Linked DNA regions of Mus musculus: region 1 is linked to region 2. Evidence: chromatin contacts called from public promoter capture Hi-C data. All regions are on one chromosome and are shown on one strand. Each heading gives the region's core, a stretch centred on a gene start, on an enhancer-like site or on the middle of the called end of the contact. The rest is flanking DNA. Distances are from core to core; before and after follow the strand shown.

The links. Promoter capture Hi-C pulls out the DNA fragments that hold promoters and counts their contacts.
Region 1: a promoter capture Hi-C map of erythroid cells shows a contact between it and region 2, with 8 times the contacts expected there. The contact joins the promoter of Rexo2 here to the promoter of Nxpe2 in region 2. A contact is called at or near these places in 2 of 39 promoter capture datasets (erythroid cells and fetal liver), 1 of 115 datasets of contacts at active chromatin or transcription factors (bone marrow-derived macrophages) and 3 of 9 other capture datasets (adipose tissue, liver and pancreatic islet).

Annotation. Positions count from the first base shown.
Region 1 is chr9:48,478,113-48,482,363 of GRCm38.p6, forward strand. It overlaps Rexo2 (RNA exonuclease 2), which reads right to left and starts at 2,499. Exons shown (of 7, transcript NM_024233.4): 1 at 2,295-2,499; 2 at 1,198-1,281. The coding sequence starts at 2,441.
Region 2 is chr9:48,338,390-48,342,823 of GRCm38.p6, forward strand. Nxpe2 (neurexophilin and PC-esterase domain family, member 2) reads right to left here and starts at 2,509. Exons shown (of 6, transcript NM_030069.3): 1 at 2,183-2,509; 2 at 1,125-1,233. The coding sequence starts at 2,205. It also overlaps a transcript of Nxpe4 not described here.

The DNA.
Region 1 (4,251 bases), core at 1,249-3,748, 140 kb after region 2:
CTCAGACTCACAGAGATCCACCTGCCACTGCCTCCCAAGTGCTGGGATTAAAGACTCCTGCCACTAAGCCTGGCCTATTTTGTTCTTTAATGACTTCGAATATTGAGGATGGTATCAAGGTCAGGGATTTCATCTTTTAAAACGCTTCACGGGTGCTTAAACGCAAGTGCCAACAGGTCTATTCTATTTGTTCTGCTAAAGGTTTCAGTTAAAGGCAGCATTTAACAGAGTGATAAAAATCACCGTGAGCACACATTCTAAAAGTGTGTCTATAGATGTTCTAAAACCCTAACACAGAGGTGCAAGAACCACACAGTCTAGCTGAGAAGGCAACGGCCACCTGGGACAATGGGTGTCATCTGGGAGGAGTCACCCAGTTCAGACGGAAACGTCATTGGTCTGTAAGGAACGCATACGGATACTTTTTTTTTCCTTAACATTCCCTAACCAACATGGTGTAAACACTACTTTAAACACTACTTACACGCACCAACGTCGTATCAGGTATTCTATTGGGAGCACAAGAATGACACCAGGCAATCTAGAGGTGATTCAAAGTACATGAGAAATACTGCATCTCCTTCCAGGATACAGGGGAATGAGATTTAGGTATCTACAGAGGAATCCTGGAACCAACCCCTGATGGAGTGGTATAAGGGGGACTATATATGGAATTAAAGCCGAAGGTAGGACATAGAGATGGGAAACTCTGTCGGGGGACACCAAGCTTGATGAGGACCCAGCTGGCTGGATACTGGTGGGAACACTTGAGACTGCCTGTGTTTAGAGAGTAGTTTAACCAGCTTCCCCAATACCTAGCCAAATGCTCTTGAGCAAGTCCCCCAAATCTCTTGTAACCCAATATCTTCCGGTGGACAATGAACATCATTAACAGAGCCTATCTTATCATCATGAGGACTAAGAATACACGTGTAAACCCTGCAGAACTGTTGTAGCCTTGGGGGAGGGGGAGTTCTGTCAATTTCAACTGAAAACTTAATCCGGTTATGAAGTGGATTATGTTGGTTCCAATACCAACTCTAACATATTATATTACATTGTCCTAGTAATATAGCACTGGGCCTTAATCTACACAGACCTCAATCTGCTACGTTTTTCAGTGAGATCAGATGAAGGCACCTTTAGATCCCCAATGCCCTTTAAGTGGTATGAATGTATTTACACGGCATCACCTACTTCAGCCAAAATGTTAAGATCAGAGTCAGTTATCAGGCAGGCCATCTCAATAATCTGATCCTTCTCAATATCCAATCCTGTCATCTGTAAAACATAAATAAACAAGCATATAACAAACACATGAAACCACCTTTTGTTTTGTTTTGTTTTTGTTTTATTTTTTTGAGACAGGGTTTCTCTGTGTAGCCCTGGCTGTCCTGGAACTCACTCTGTAGACCAGGCTGGCCTCGAACTCAGAAATCCACCTGCCTCTGCCTCCCAAGTGCTAGGATTAAAGGCGTGCTGCCCAAGTTTACTTGACAGAGATTCCTTTGTGTGGACCCAGCTCACATTCTATGACCAGTAATGGTCTGGGCAGTACTCAGGGTATTAAGTTCTGAGTGCTCAGAGACTGCTAAAGGCACTTCCTGCGGGCGGGCCAGCTACTGTCAAACACATTTGTCCTGGGAACAGACTCAAAATAAGCAGGATGAAAACTTGACTACAGAAAAGTGAGCTCACGAACGTTACCTCTCGGAGGTTTACAATGGTTTCCGAAGTTTTCCCAACAACAACAACAACAAAAAAAGTTAACAAATGAACTCAGTTCGTAAGCAGAAAACTGGAGTTCAAGAGAGGCCTAGGTATGAATGCGTTAAAACTAAAATGGGTAACCTGAATCTTCCAATGGGGCCTCAATTTTCTCTTTTATGGAATGAGGGGTAAGGCTGAGTCATCTCCTGAGTCCTAGCTTAAGCAACCTAGTCTTTTAAGGCTAGGAGGTGGGGACGGAGCAGGGCTCAGAGTCGCTGCCCCAACTCTCACCCACGATCCTCAGAGTCACTAACGCGTAACACAAATTCACTTCTGGGTGGAGGTCGAGGCTAGGGAGAGGGGAGACACATGGACGGCTCCACCCAGATGGAAAGAAACCCCACAGTCCAGGGACAGTCCCAGACCCCGCAAAAACTCTTGACTCGGGGCTCCTGGGGCCGTGCTCACCTGTCGCACCTGACACCCAGATCCCTGCTGCTTCCCGGGACAGGGGAGTCCCTCGGTCCCACGCGCGAATCTGCGCTCGCCTCCCCGCACCCTCCTCGCCCCGGCCGCACTCTCACCTCCAGGTCCACCCAGACCATTCGCTGAGCCATGCTCTCCCCTGCCGCCATGGCTGCGCTACCTTCGCTGACACCTCGCGCCCCGAACTGCCCGCGCCTGCCACCCACGCCCCGCAACAGCCTGGCGCCCAGGGATACGCCTAGCATCACCCGGCACGAGCCGCCACGGCCCCAGCCCCGCCGGCCCAGCGCGCGCAGGCGCCACAGTCGCTAAACGTCGCAAACCCACGGGGAGGTGCCGGGAGAAGACTACAAGCCCCGGCATGCGAGGCGTCGGCTCGCCCTCCACAGCTACTCTCGGCTGCCGAAAGGGCTGATGGGAGTAGGAGTCCTTGGTCCAGCCTCCTGCTCCCCTCCCCCGCCACGTGTTTTCGGATGTTAAGGGACTTGCTAGTATTTCACCGCTAAAGTTTGTCTGTTTCCAGGAGATATCATTCCTGAGTTTTTATTAGTTCTAAGCTGCGAAGTTGAAGAGGCTTTACTTTGAAAAATATGGTTATATGTTTAAGAATTGTTTTAAATCTACCTTTTCCTTACTGCTACCTCCCTCAGTTTTTCTTTTTTTTTTTTTTTTTACCTGCCCCTCCCTTCCGCGTATTGAGTATATTTCTTATTTACTTGGAATCCGAGTGACGTGCTCTTTTGAGCTACAAGGCCAATTCCGCCATCACCGTTTAGGAGTCCTTAAATGGTCTCTTTTCTGAAAGATGACTTCGCACATATCAGGTGTTCCATAAATGTTCCTTTCCCATTATTGGCAGAAGCCTTGTCTCGTTTTCTAGGATGCCAGGACGTGTAGGCTGTGTTTCGGTTGTTAGATCGTATACTATTCTACCTTTTGCAGCCCACTAAAGAGAGTTGGAATAGCTCTGCCTGCTCTGTCCTGCGCTCTGCCTTTGCCGATCGCTCTGGTTTTAATAGACGGGTCCTTAATCTCCCACAATAGATACGGTTTTCATCACCTACGCTCGAAGGGGCCTCTGCGGAGATCTTATATTTTAGCTCAGTAGCAAACGCCTCTGCAAAGGGCAATTTTGTCACAAACGTGCTCAGTCTTGAATCACATACTCTGTGTCTTTTTCTGAAAGCTGTGTTGCCAGTAATTACAGAGCTTGTGGTTGGTGGCATAGTTATTCCTACCCGGTGAGCTGGTTTTGTGAGACAAACATTGTTGCCTAATCAAAGCTTTAAGGATGCTGCAACCTACAAGTGGATTTCAGCTACTCCACCGGTGACCTGCCAAGCTTGGCCAGAGAAACGGAAAAAATCATGGAAACGGGTGTCAAATTACATGTTCAATTTTACTGCAGAATGGGTATGTATATTATAACGGCATTACCTAGTAGAACATACTGTTAAGTTTGTAATCATTTGTGGCCCTACTCATAGGAAGGAGAACTCTATTGTAGCATTGAAACTTTTTTTTTAAGACAAAGAGACACACTACAGAACCCAAGCTGGCCTGGAATTCTGCCTCCCAAGTACTAGGATTAAAAGTGTGCAACACCACACCTGGCTATATAGGAATTTGAATCCGCTGGGCTTATTCTCAGTATTACTTCTTTACATTTTGAAAGGATAACATCCTTAGGCTGGAGAGATGGCTCAAAGGTTAAGTAAGAGTACTTGCTGCTCTTGCAGGGGATTGAACTTCAGCTCCGAGGGATTGTGTTGCCCTCTTCAAACCTTAGTGGGCACCAGTAAACACACATACACACACGTACACACACATACACACTGCACAAATAGAGATCTTTTTTTTATTACACCTTTGGTGGTGGTATTTAACAATTTATATCCTGAAAAACCACACCCATGATTTTTTTTTAACAATGAATGGTTACATTTAACAATGAAAAATTATAGCTATGTAAATAGCCACAGGGAACCCTATCTCAAAAATAAACAGAAACTATGTGTGGGAGTTTTAGAACCTTTCACGTTTATTCAGCTAAGG
Region 2 (4,434 bases), core at 1,259-3,758:
AGAAATGTTCATCTTAAACTGGGGAAATCCAAGACTGTGCCTGCATCTGCACGGACTTTTCTGTCTAAATAAGGATAGGCTCCTCAAATAAGATCCTCACGTGCCCGTGGTTCTGAGAGAACCTCGCCTTGCAAGCAATGCCAGCATATCCTTACTTGCAACAGGTATTTCTTTCTCCACTCTTTTATGGCTGGGTTGTACTTTTTATCTCTGTAATTGCCAAAATGTGAGCCTGTAGCGCTTGGTTACAAATCCTGCCTTAAATTGGTTGACTTTTCTCCCTTCTGGTGCCTTCTCTCAGATCATTGTGACTTCTTACCTGGGTCAGATCACAAACACACAGACACACACACACACAGACACACACACACACACACAGACACACACACACACACACACACAAACAAACACACCAAAAACAAACAAACAAAAAACCAACTTTCTTTACGTTTTCTTTACTTTGTTACTAAGAAGTTATTTGTCTAGCATCTGTTATGGGTCTGACCTAGGCTTAAGGCACCAAGTATGTTAGCAGAGATAAGCCGGCAATCAACGGTTGTAATGAGTTGTTAAATCCTACAGTACTGTAGTAGCAAGCAAAAGGTATTGTGGAAAAGAAGTCAGATCGAGAAAGAGAAATGCAGAAGTGGAGAGGGAGCTGTACTGGCCCTGTCAGTGTCAAGAAGATAACATCTGAGCAATCAGATGGCTGGGGAGAGGAGAGATGGGGAGTCCAGCCAAATAAGACTGCAGAGAGGGAAAAATCCAAGCAACACTAAGTGAACTATACAAAGAATAACAAAACCTCTGTGATGGAGGAAGGGGACTGAAACAGATATGGTTGGTTGATAACCTCTGAGGCTGTAGGAGGAGATAATGTTGAGGCAAGTGGCAATGCCAAGCAGTAAGGAGAGATACAAATTCATCTGCCTCTAAAGAAACAAGAACTGCCAATGCACCTATACTGTGCAAGGGACCAGTGTCCAATAAAGACCCTTCTTACAGTGCCTTGGTAAGAGGATAGCACTGGTAACATTTTACTTTTTGTGATTAGGAAGGGTAGCTTTCAAGTGAAGCCACTCTGATCCTCCACGGGAAATTAAAGACTAGGAAACAATTCTTACCTCTGTGTGGTCTTTTGAAGTCATGAAGACAACCCAGAAAGCAAAGATAATTAACACTATCAGGAACAGTTTCTGAGCTGAGGCATTTGGAAGCGAAGAGAGCAGTATCCTAGGAGTGAGGAGAGGAGAAATCATCACAGGTTAAAGAGAAAAAAATAAAAACAAAAACAAAAACAAAACGGCCTGGCTCCACTGAGAGCCTCCGGTGCTCCTCTGTTGTTTCAGAGTGGGATCTCTTGGGATTTTGCCAAGTCACTATTGAAAATCAGATAGGAAGCTTTTCCTTGAGGCAAGGGAACAAAAGAGGTTGGGAGACTGCAGGTTTCTGACTCAGGAGAGATTTCTGGGATGTGCCAGAACAGATCTGGAAGTTTTTCTTGTAGTCAGGACTTTGTGTGGCCGGTCAGATCAAGCCGCAATTATTTACACAGAAAATCTCCTTCCCTGAAATTCTCCCATGGTCCTGCTCATCTGATGAGCGTCTCCCTGGTGCAGGAATCAACCTCTCGTTTATTTATTCCATTTAAAAAGCAGATTCCTTCCACCCCAGGTTATATCTTTTTATGTCACAATAGCTGATCAACCATTTCTCCCAAATAACAGCGGTTTCAGAAAAACTCAGTGTTGAATGGCCAAAGTTTGCATCTGACTTTTTTTTTAAACTCACAATCTCGATAAAAGAAAGGAACTAAATTCCAACAGTGTTCCTCTTCCTCAAAAGATTTTTTGTTGTTGTTGTTGTTGTTGCTGTTGTTTTGTTTTTTGTTTTTCTGGATTCACAGTGACTGGAGGACCTCCACTCAACACATCTCCACATACATACACATATTATTCATACAGAGTTGGCATAAGTCAACACTTGTCCTTACTACTATACATGAAGCAATAATTTTCCCTGGCTATTCTACATGGTCCCGTGCCATTCTTTCCAACTTTAAGGTATTTTCAAGCCCGTCTCACATAACTTTGCAATCCCCTGCAGCAAAGCCCCAGCTAGTCAGAAGCCCTCCCGCTGGCCCCCGTAGCGAAGCCAGTCGGGAAGATCAGAAAGTACATACCTAGGACTAAGCATCCTCCTCATGGTCTCATGCTCTCCTCCAGCACTTAGAGCTATCTAGAGAGGCTCCTCGGTGCATGGGCTCTTTACCTTTCTTTCAGCGTTGGAGTTTCTATATAAAGCTTCAAAGATCAAAAGCTGACCTTCGATTTGTAGGCACAGTGCCATTGCAAAGATCGCCAACCTTAGTAGCCTGTTCCTGTTCACCACGAATCGGGAGGAAGCTCTGGAGTTGGCTTTTAGAGAGGTTGTGATGGCAGGATATGGAGGGCCAGCTTTTCGTCACTTCCAGACAGACTTTCCATGCTTATGACTGATAGTGTTCCCCCCACCACCCCACCCACCACTGCTTCTGATAGTGCTCCACCTCACCCCATCCCACTGCTGTTTATGATAGTGCTCCACCCCACCCCACCACTGCTTATGATAGTGCTCCCTTACCCCACCACTCCACCCTCTCCTCAGGTTTGTTCCAACCGTCCAGTCAGTCCGTAGTCCCTACCTCCAAGACAGCAAAAGTATCCAAACTACTGGGAAGAAAACAAAGCAAGCCCTGGACCACAGGACTGCTTCGGAGTTATGCATCTCATTCCTGGCAGGATTTCAAGAACTTTCTTTGTAAGCTTCTTCCTTCTAAACTTTTATAGATGCCTCAAACATTCCAACAATTTCAATAAAATCTGAGGCCACAAGTAGAGCGTCCACAGATCCCAATCTCACCATAACCTGTGTGATGTGACAACTGTGGCAGGCAGAGGTGACACGACCCCAGGAATGCTAAGCAGCCACAGAGAGAGCTACCTGTCAGGGGACATTGTACCACCACAGGACATGGGACCAAATGTGGATACAATCTATGCTCTTTAAGAGGATGATCCACATATAAATCTCTTTGTATAAAGATACAGATCTAGATACAGTTATATACATGCCTGCATGTATCGAACATATACATATAAATATAAATGCATATAGCATGTGTTCATTTACAACTATGCCAGTTCTTCTAGGCACGTGACCGTGTGACCGTATATGCATCAGTGGCTATGATCACAGCACACTCAAAACATGCATAGAGGTTTAGAAGATAATTTGGGGAAATGAAGAAAAGCTGTCGATCCTGTCAACCCTCCCCATCCATGTTCTCATCCACTGTCATGTGCTTTATGAAGTATGGGAACTACAGCCAAACACCACCTTACACTGCCACTCCAGTCAACAGCTTCCAATCATAAGACTATATCATCTGATGAGGTTGTGCCTGTCTTCCTGTGAACATACTATGATGTTCACACGTGACAGTCACATGCTTCTCAGAACATCAATCACGTTTAAGTGAAGGATAGCTATATGGTAGCAGCCACAGGGCTCTTTTTGCCAGCCTCATTACAGTACAGTTGACAAAGATTATATATTTACATTGTACAAAATGATGCCATGATATATATGCATATATATATATGACTAAATAAACACTAAAGTAAAATTAAGACAGTCTCATAGTTCATTTTATTAATATGATAAGAACATTTCTCAGTTACATTTTATTGATGTGATAAGACCTATTCTCAAGGTTTCAGGGTGAATGAACTCTGTAGTACAGCTCCCAGTGGTGGTACCATATGACCAAATCATCTGGTGATGCCATAGCTATCTTACTGTGTATAAGTACATACTATGGTGCTCACACAGGCACCTATGTGATTTTCATAGTTTAGCTTTCTCGACTGCTGCAGTGAACATGAGAAGACAAACATCTCCTAGGTGCAACACCTGTAATGCCTTTGCATACGTACCCAGCAGCTCAGTCGCTGCGTCATAAGGTAGTTGCTTCTCATTTTCTGACAAACTGCCATACTTCATTCCTACTAGCACATGAATAGAAGTCTCCTTCCTTCCTGTCCTTACAAAAGCCTTTGTGACACAGGGACAATCTTTAGCCATATCTCTTCATCGGTTGTTTGACATTATTTCTTTCCTAATCTTTGGCAGAATTTATTGATGAAACCATTTAATCCTAGGCTTGTCTTGGCTGAGTTTTATTATTATTATTATTATTATTATTATTATTATTATTATTATTATTATTATTATTTGTTTTCTATGGGTAGGTTTTGCATGCATGTCTGGGCTCCACATGTATACAGTACCCACAAAGGCCAGAAGGAGGGATCCAGTCCCCAGAACTAGAGTTACAAATGGATGAGTTACTGTGTGGGTCCTGGGAATCAAACAAGTCTCTGGAGGAGCAGC